Regions from separate parts of the Mus musculus genome. Here region 1 is linked to region 2. A link is a contact called in public Hi-C data. All regions are on one chromosome and are shown on one strand. The core of a region is the stretch at or near the end of the contact, and the rest is flanking DNA. Distances in the headings are between cores, read along the strand shown.

Region 1 (3,683 bases), core at 287-2,786, 410 kb before region 2:
CATGGAGCACAACTCATCCATGGCTTCATCCATGAGTTCCTTGCCTATTTTACAGGCGGCTTTCCAGCCAGAGGCTGCTTTGCCTAGTAACTGTAATTTACTGAGTTATCACCCTGTCTACAAGGAGTTTGAAAATCTTGTAACTTTGAGGGGCTTCCTGGACCTTGTAAGTTTCATGGCCTTTCTGAGGCTTTTATGTTTTGTTTACTTCCTCAGACTTATGAACCTTCTTCATCTTCTTGGGTGTCGGGCAACATTTCATTTTCAGGTAAGAGCTATATAACATTTACCTTAGGAAGAATCAAAGAAAGGCCCACTCCCAAGTCACATTTTACAAACAAAGCTCTAGGAATATTGGCATAGCTTTCAAGCCGACCTTTTTTTCCAGCTTCAGGAAAGATTTTCATCTGATAACTAGTTAGGATCCCTTTCTTTGAAGCTATATTTCCTCAAATCTCTTAGAATATCAACAGGATGATAAAAAGGTTCATGGTTTAAACTCGGCCATAGTGCTTATTGGTAGTTTGAATTTGGATTGATGGTCAATTTGAATCTCAATTTCGTCATCCACAAAGTATGACGTAAGGCTCTCAATTGTAGAATTGTTTTAATGAAAATCACATTTGTAAAATATTTGTCATCGTATATATTACAAAGTAAGAGTTCTGTAAATGTAACTTTTTTTGTTTACTTTAGAGAGAATAGGAAGTCTCTGGGATTATAAATTTGTAGACGCTAGATGTAGTAACCTTTTCAAAAATAGGGATTGGAAGGAGTTAAAAGGAGCTTTCTTAGCTTCTGGAAAATGTTCAGTGATTAACCAATTACAGTGGCTGGTAGCATAGGGGTATACAGACATAAAATGCATTAAATTGTACAGACATTAATTAGGTGTACAGACATTGTACACCTAAGATTTGTATATTTGTATGTATGTCACTCACATGTATGTACAGATAATACTTAAATAAAAAAAAGGTATCCAACTTGACCTGGAGATAGAGTTTTTCCTATATCATTTTTATTTATTAAAGAATCATCTCTAGCTTTGGATCTGGCATGCATGCCAATAGCTCACCACCTTGAGAAGTGCAGTTGTCTGTCTCTTGGATGTGGCCCTATTTCAGAGCCAGCCTGGAGCTGACAAGCATATTGTGAGGGTCATGCTTCATCACCATTGACAGCTGGAGATGCCACCGCATGCCTTTGGCAGAGAGGCTCAGGGAAAACCAGGCAGTGGACTGTGTGTGCTGCCTACCCTTAGGCTGCGAAGGCACAGCCCTGGAAACAGGAGGATTAAAAAGCCTCTCAATTTAAAGAGACAAGGGGGAGGGGAGTGTGGGCTGCACAGTTTATAAATAGACAGTGCTCCAGGCTGCCTGATGATGAAGTGGTTGTTTGGTAAATTTTTCTTTTTTAAGGATGCCATTATCAGAAACCGTTTCAAATACCAGTTTCATTTAGTGTTCTTGGTGGGCTTCCTCAAATCTTGGGTTGTATTTCTTGAGTTTTAAGGGCAGGCCTTTAATATTTAGAATCCCATTTCCATGGAGCACAGAGATGATGATGATGATAACGATGATGTGTCCTTTGCCAAGTGGATGAGCAGCTTTTGGGGTCACAGCTGGAGAGACAAAGATGAGCGAGGACTCCGGGACCACCAACAACTACAAGAAGCAAGCTACAGGAAGGCTTCGCTACCCTGCCCAGTGAGTTACCATTAAGTCAAGGGAAGCTGGAGTGGCAGGGACAAGGGGGTCTCTTAGAGAATATTTGAGGGGTTCTTTGGCTTAAATTAATATTTCCAAACCTTTATTCATTCTTATTTTTAAAAAAACTTACCTATTTGAGTTGCCCTTTAAGACTTATTGTTTTTAATGTTTTAAGTAAGGGCTACTTCATTTTCAGTAACCTAAGAGATCTTGAACTATGTAGTTCACAGTCCCCGATGAGTCAGAAAGCATCCCACTGAGTAATGGCGTTTTGGTCAAAGGAGAGGAATTTGTAGTTTTTCTGTGGAGGTGTTATGGGTCAATATGTGATGTCCAGTTGTCTCTTCGAAATAGTGAAATTAGCTCATGTATATGATGGCCTTTAAGGAGCTGGTGATTCCACATAGCAAAACACTGCCTTTGCTAAGTATGATACACCTTTGGTTGCCATTGTTTTTAATGATTAGAGAGGGAAGAGTCCTCAGTCCTTTCCAATTGCAGAGAGGCAGGGAGCACAATGCTGGAGGGACGCACCCAGGAAGGGGTGGGCAGCCTGGGCCAGGTAAGGACTCTTCTGTACATGGCCAACACAGTCCTGTGTTCAGCTGCAGTGCTGGAAGTCTCCACACATGTTATCCCCATGTATAGAGAAATACACATGTTATCACCATGTATAGAGAAATAATGATGACAGTTCTTTTTCAATGGCCACTTGGAGTCCTAAGCTAGTAGAGTCTAGCTTACCCAAACCCCTTCTTTGCAAACCCCAGAACCAATTAAGCTTGAGAGTAAACCTATTTAAGGCCAGTTCCAGGGTCTCAGAATCACAGTGATGGTAGGGTGTGTGAGGAGATTGCTTTGACTGTCATCGACCAATACCTTGTGTCTGAGACACAAACGCTTCGAAATAGGCTAGCTCCTTAGCACATGAGTGGACACTTTCTCACTTCCATTGCCTTAGGTGAAGAATGAAGTTGGAGGGGATGCTCTCAGTGAGACCCAGCTCCATCTTTCCATTTTTCCTCTTGTTAAAGAAATAAGCCTAATATGAACTAACCAGTACCCGGGAGCTCTTGTCTTTAGCTGCATATGTATCAAAAGATGGCCTAGTCGGCCATCACTGCAAAGAGAGGTCCATTGGACTTGCAAACTTTATATGCCCCAGTACAGGGGAACGCCAGGGCCAAAAAGGGGGAGTGGGTGGGTAGGGGATTGGGGGGGGTGGGTATGGGGGACCTTTGGGATAGCATTGAAAATGTAAACGAGGAAAATACCTAATTTAAAAAAATGTTGAAAAAAAAAAAAGAAATAAGCCTGCACAGTGAGCTCTCATTTATTTTCAACACAATGAAATGTTCCAGATCTAATGAGATTTTCAGAATCTGTGAATCGGGAATACAATTAGTTTGAAGCTTGCAAATATGGGAGCCAAGCAAAGATAATAAGAGAGAATTTGAGATTTACTGGTCATTGCAATGGCTTCCTAGTGTCACAGGGAATGTGACAATAAAGAAAGCAACCTGCATTACAAAATATAGTTTCCTGAATAAACTACAGTTTATTTATGCTTTTAAACACATACATAATCTACTCTGTTTAGAAAATTCATGTTGAGCTTGCAATATTTTTCTTCCCTTGAACTGTTGGAGAACTGCAGATCTATTGTAAATAGTGTTTCTCAATGATAGATATATAGTATATTTTCTGCTCATCTCTAATTTAACCATTTTCTTAGCTGAACATGGCTAGAGTCTCCAAGTAAACCATTTCATAATTAAAATATTACCATGCTTATATTTACTTTAAGAGACAAAATGTGGAATAAAATTTAAAATGTGAGTGATAGGAAAGAGGATTCAGAACAGAACACAAATCATAGAACACAGCTGACACAGCCATGGTCCTAGAGGACATAGTTGACAAGGTCATGGTCCTAGAGGACACAGTTGACAAGGCCATGGTCCTAGAGGA
Region 2 (3,506 bases), core at 486-2,985:
GTATGTCAAAGAAGAACATTCAAGGTGAAAGGAACATGAGACATGAATTCCAGAGAGAGGAACATGGCTGGAGAAGACATGTGGGAAGGAAGCCATTAGAGGTAAACTGAGACAAATGTATAGACCATTGGGAAGACCTTGACTCTGTGAGCTCAGGAATGTTTAGGTCTCACCAATCATTTGTTTATCAGATTCGCTCTGGGTGCTGCATTGAAGCTACTCTGAAAGGAGCATGTGAGCTGTCACAGCATGAAGGCAATAACATAATAGATGAGTGTCTACTTTGAATAGGAGAGAATATAACTAAGAAAAACATTCCCTTGGAGCTTTAGTAAAGTTTCTTTAATGAATGTGGATGCCCTTGCATCTGGAGCATAGATGTTCAGAATTGAGAGTCCATCTTGGTAGATTTTACCTTTGGTAAGTATGAATTATCAAATTGTCTTTTTGATAACTTTTGGTTGAAAGTTGATTTTATTCAATATTAAGAACGGCTACTCCAGCTTGTTTCTTGGGACCATTTGCTTGGAAAATTGTTTTCTAGCCTTTTACTCTGAGGTAGTATCTGTCTTTGTCCCTTAAGTGGGTTTCCTGTATGCAGCAAAATGCTGGGTCCTGTTTATGTAACCAGTGTTAGTCTATGTCTTTTTATTGGGGAATTAAGTCCATTGATATTAAGAGATATTAAGGAAAAGTAATTGTTGCTTCCTGTTATTTTTGTTGTTAGAGTTGGGATTTTGTTCATGTGGTTGTCTTTTTTTAGGTTTGTTGAAAGATTACTTTCTTGCTTTTTCTAGGGAGTAGTTTCCCCCCCTTGTGCTGGAGATTTTCTTTTATTAGCCACAGAAGAGGAGGAAGAGGTGTCAAGGTCACCAGGAGAACACAGAATCAACTAAGCAGCCCTCGCAAGGACTTACAGGGACTGGAGCTGCAACCACAGAACCTCCATCAGTCTGTACTAGGTATGTACTGAATGTGAGTTGTGGTTGTTTAGCTTGGAGTTATTGTGAAACTCCTAACAGTGGGGGTTTAGGGTATCTCTGATATTTATTTATTTATGCCAGCTTTTGGGACCCTTTTCTTCCTACTGTGTTGCCTTGTCCAGACTTGATATGAGGATTTGTGCCTAGTCTGACTGCATCTTGTTATGCTATGTTCAGCTGATATCCCTGGGAGGCCTACCCTTTTCTGAAGGGAACTGGAGGAGCAGTGGATGTTGGGGAAATGGAAGGTGGAGCATGAAGGAGAAGAATGCAGGTAGGGGGAGGCTGCCATCAGGATGTATTGTAAGAGAAGAATAAGTTTTAAGAAAAAGAAAGAAAGAAAAACATTCCCATGTAAAATCTGAAAAAGAAAACTTCAAAGACTTGTAACTGCACTGAATTTGATGCGTGAGAGAAGAATGGAAAGAGTCTCAGATGTCTTTAGAGGTCTTCAGGTGAGCTAACAGAAAGGTGGCAGAGTATCTAATGGAGTTAGCAAAGACCATAGCAGAAGAAAGGCTAGGGTACAATGTTTTCTGGAACCTCACTTGAGATATGCTGGATCTTAGGTGTCAGAAAACCAAGGAGAGATATTAAATGGGGAGTCGGTTCAATGGATCTGATCCTGGCTGGCGATAGGAAATTTCAGCTTGTTGTATTTAGATTGTTCTAAAATCATGAGACTGGATGAGATCACCAAGAGAATTAGGACACAAGAGAAGAGATCCAATGTCGCCATCCTGAGACGCTCCAGTTTAAGGAACCGGTTAGATGAGAATGAATCAGCAAAGAAGACTGAAGAGCAGCCGGTGAGCACGGAGCAACAGCAGACAAATGTGGAAAAGCCCCGAGATGGGAAGCCACCTGCCAAGGGGAATCATGTGTGGCTCCCATCCTGGGCGAAGGGCTCATAGGTCAGCTCGTGAGACAGTGTTTGTACCAGAGTTCTGAATACATGCTCGCTAGCGTTGGTGGGATTTATCATAGAATTAGTCCTAATTGGAAACACGTGGATTGCACTATAATGATAAATCAACCAAGACAACAGAAAACAAAAGAGAGAGTGGGAGAGGGCAGGGGAACTGGCAGGCACGACAGCCAGGAAAACAAACATGTTCTTCTTAGCCTTGCTTCATTAGGAAGAATGTTCTTTGAGATATATTTAGCCAGAGACACAAGCCATACTCAGAATTTTTAACTACAGTAATTTTACCATTAATAAAGTTCTCTGCATATCCACAGTTCTATACAGGAGTGTGTATGTGTGTGTGTGTGTGTGTGTTCCAAACCTTCTTGAAAACACTTAACTTCTAATTTCCATGTGCTATCTAACAAGCTTAAGAGAACTTCCTTGCCAGATTTATAAGAATGAAAATAAAAAGTGGAAAGATAAGCATAAACACATATCATATTTAAAATTGATAAAAGCCAAGGCTATAGAAAGACCTGAAGTGTAAGAAAAGATAGGAACACACAAGGAAAGATGCTTCTGCTTGTAAAAAGAATTTGGTTAGTTAAAAATTTTAATAAATTCCTAAAGAATCTCCCTCGAGAGCTAGGGACTCATGATTTGGGCCTGACATACACTCTTAGAGGTAAACTGAGACAAATTTATAGACCGTTGGGCAGACCTTGACTCTGTGAGTTCAGGAATGTTTAGGTCCCATCAATCATTTATCAGATTTGCTCTAGGTGCATTGAAGCCATTCTGATAGGTACGCGTGAGCTGCCACAGAGTGGTGGCCATTATGTAATAGATGAGTGTCCACTTAGAACAGGAGAGAGCATGACTGAGAAAATCATTTCCGACAATTCTGTGTAAAATCTGAAGAAGAGTTACAAGTCTTCAAAGACTTGTAACTGCACCAAGTGTGGTTCATGAGAGAGGAGAACTGAGCCTCACAGTTGCCAGGTGTGACAGCATTCCATGAGAGGAAACTGCTAGTGTCAATTCACTGAAGTTCCCTGTCTCAAGAGAATAGGGAGACAGCAATAGGGAAAGGCACTTGACTTCCTCCAGCCTCTGTATGCATGCACATGGGGGCATGGAGACATGACAAACAAGTACACACAAGCATACACACACACACACACAGAGAGAGAGAGAGAGAGAGAGAGAGAGAGAGAGAGAGAGAGGGGGGGGGGGGTTGAAAAGAAAAGACTAGACTAGAAGCAGAGCCCCAATATGGGGTTCACAGTAGTAGTTGAATTCAAGTTCATCGTAGGCTATGTAAGAATTCAAAACCAGGCATGGTAAGTCACAGTAAGGCCCAGTTTGAAAATAAATAACAAATAACACCTCTCCATTCCAGAAATGATGGAGTGAAAGGAAGAAGAGAGGGAGGAAAAAAATTTTGTCATGAGAAGACAGAGAGAGAGAGACAGAGAGAGAGAGAGAGAGAGAGAGAGAGAGAGAGAGAGAGAGGTGCAGCTGTCCTCACTTCCTTTCAATTTCTATCTCGTTCCATCTCTATCTTTCTCTCTTTCAAAGCCCCTACTTAGATCTATATAAAAGCCTTTCTT

Evidence for each region. A called contact is a pair of places that touch in the nucleus more often than the background predicts.
Region 1: a contact with region 2 is called in a Hi-C map of epidermal suprabasal cells, with 2.6 times the contacts expected there. The contact joins the promoter of Lnp1 here to the enhancer-like site in region 2. A contact is called at or near these places in 1 of 39 promoter capture datasets (embryonic stem cells), 1 of 15 datasets of contacts at CTCF or cohesin (stem cell-derived epiblast-like cells), 25 of 484 Hi-C or Micro-C datasets (the G1E-ER4 cell line, the HL-1 cell line, the HPC-7 cell line and 11 more) and 1 of 115 datasets of contacts at active chromatin or transcription factors (embryonic stem cells).

Annotation. Positions count from the first base shown.
Region 1 is chr16:56,925,792-56,929,474 of GRCm38.p6, reverse strand. It overlaps Lnp1 (leukemia NUP98 fusion partner 1), which reads left to right and starts at 1,536. Exons shown (of 3, transcript NM_001347042.1): 1 at 1,536-1,709. The coding sequence starts at 1,548.
Region 2 is chr16:56,513,025-56,516,530 of GRCm38.p6, reverse strand. The region is part of intron 1 of Abi3bp (ABI gene family, member 3 (NESH) binding protein); the gene reads right to left. Among named protein-coding and RNA genes, the nearest start is that of Abi3bp, 37 kb to the right of the region's middle. Within about 2 kb of position 1,735, at least 20 of the 459 cell types and tissues checked have an H3K27ac peak or open chromatin away from gene starts, as enhancers often do. A contact at or near this core is called in epidermal suprabasal cells and uterus, where this site is marked.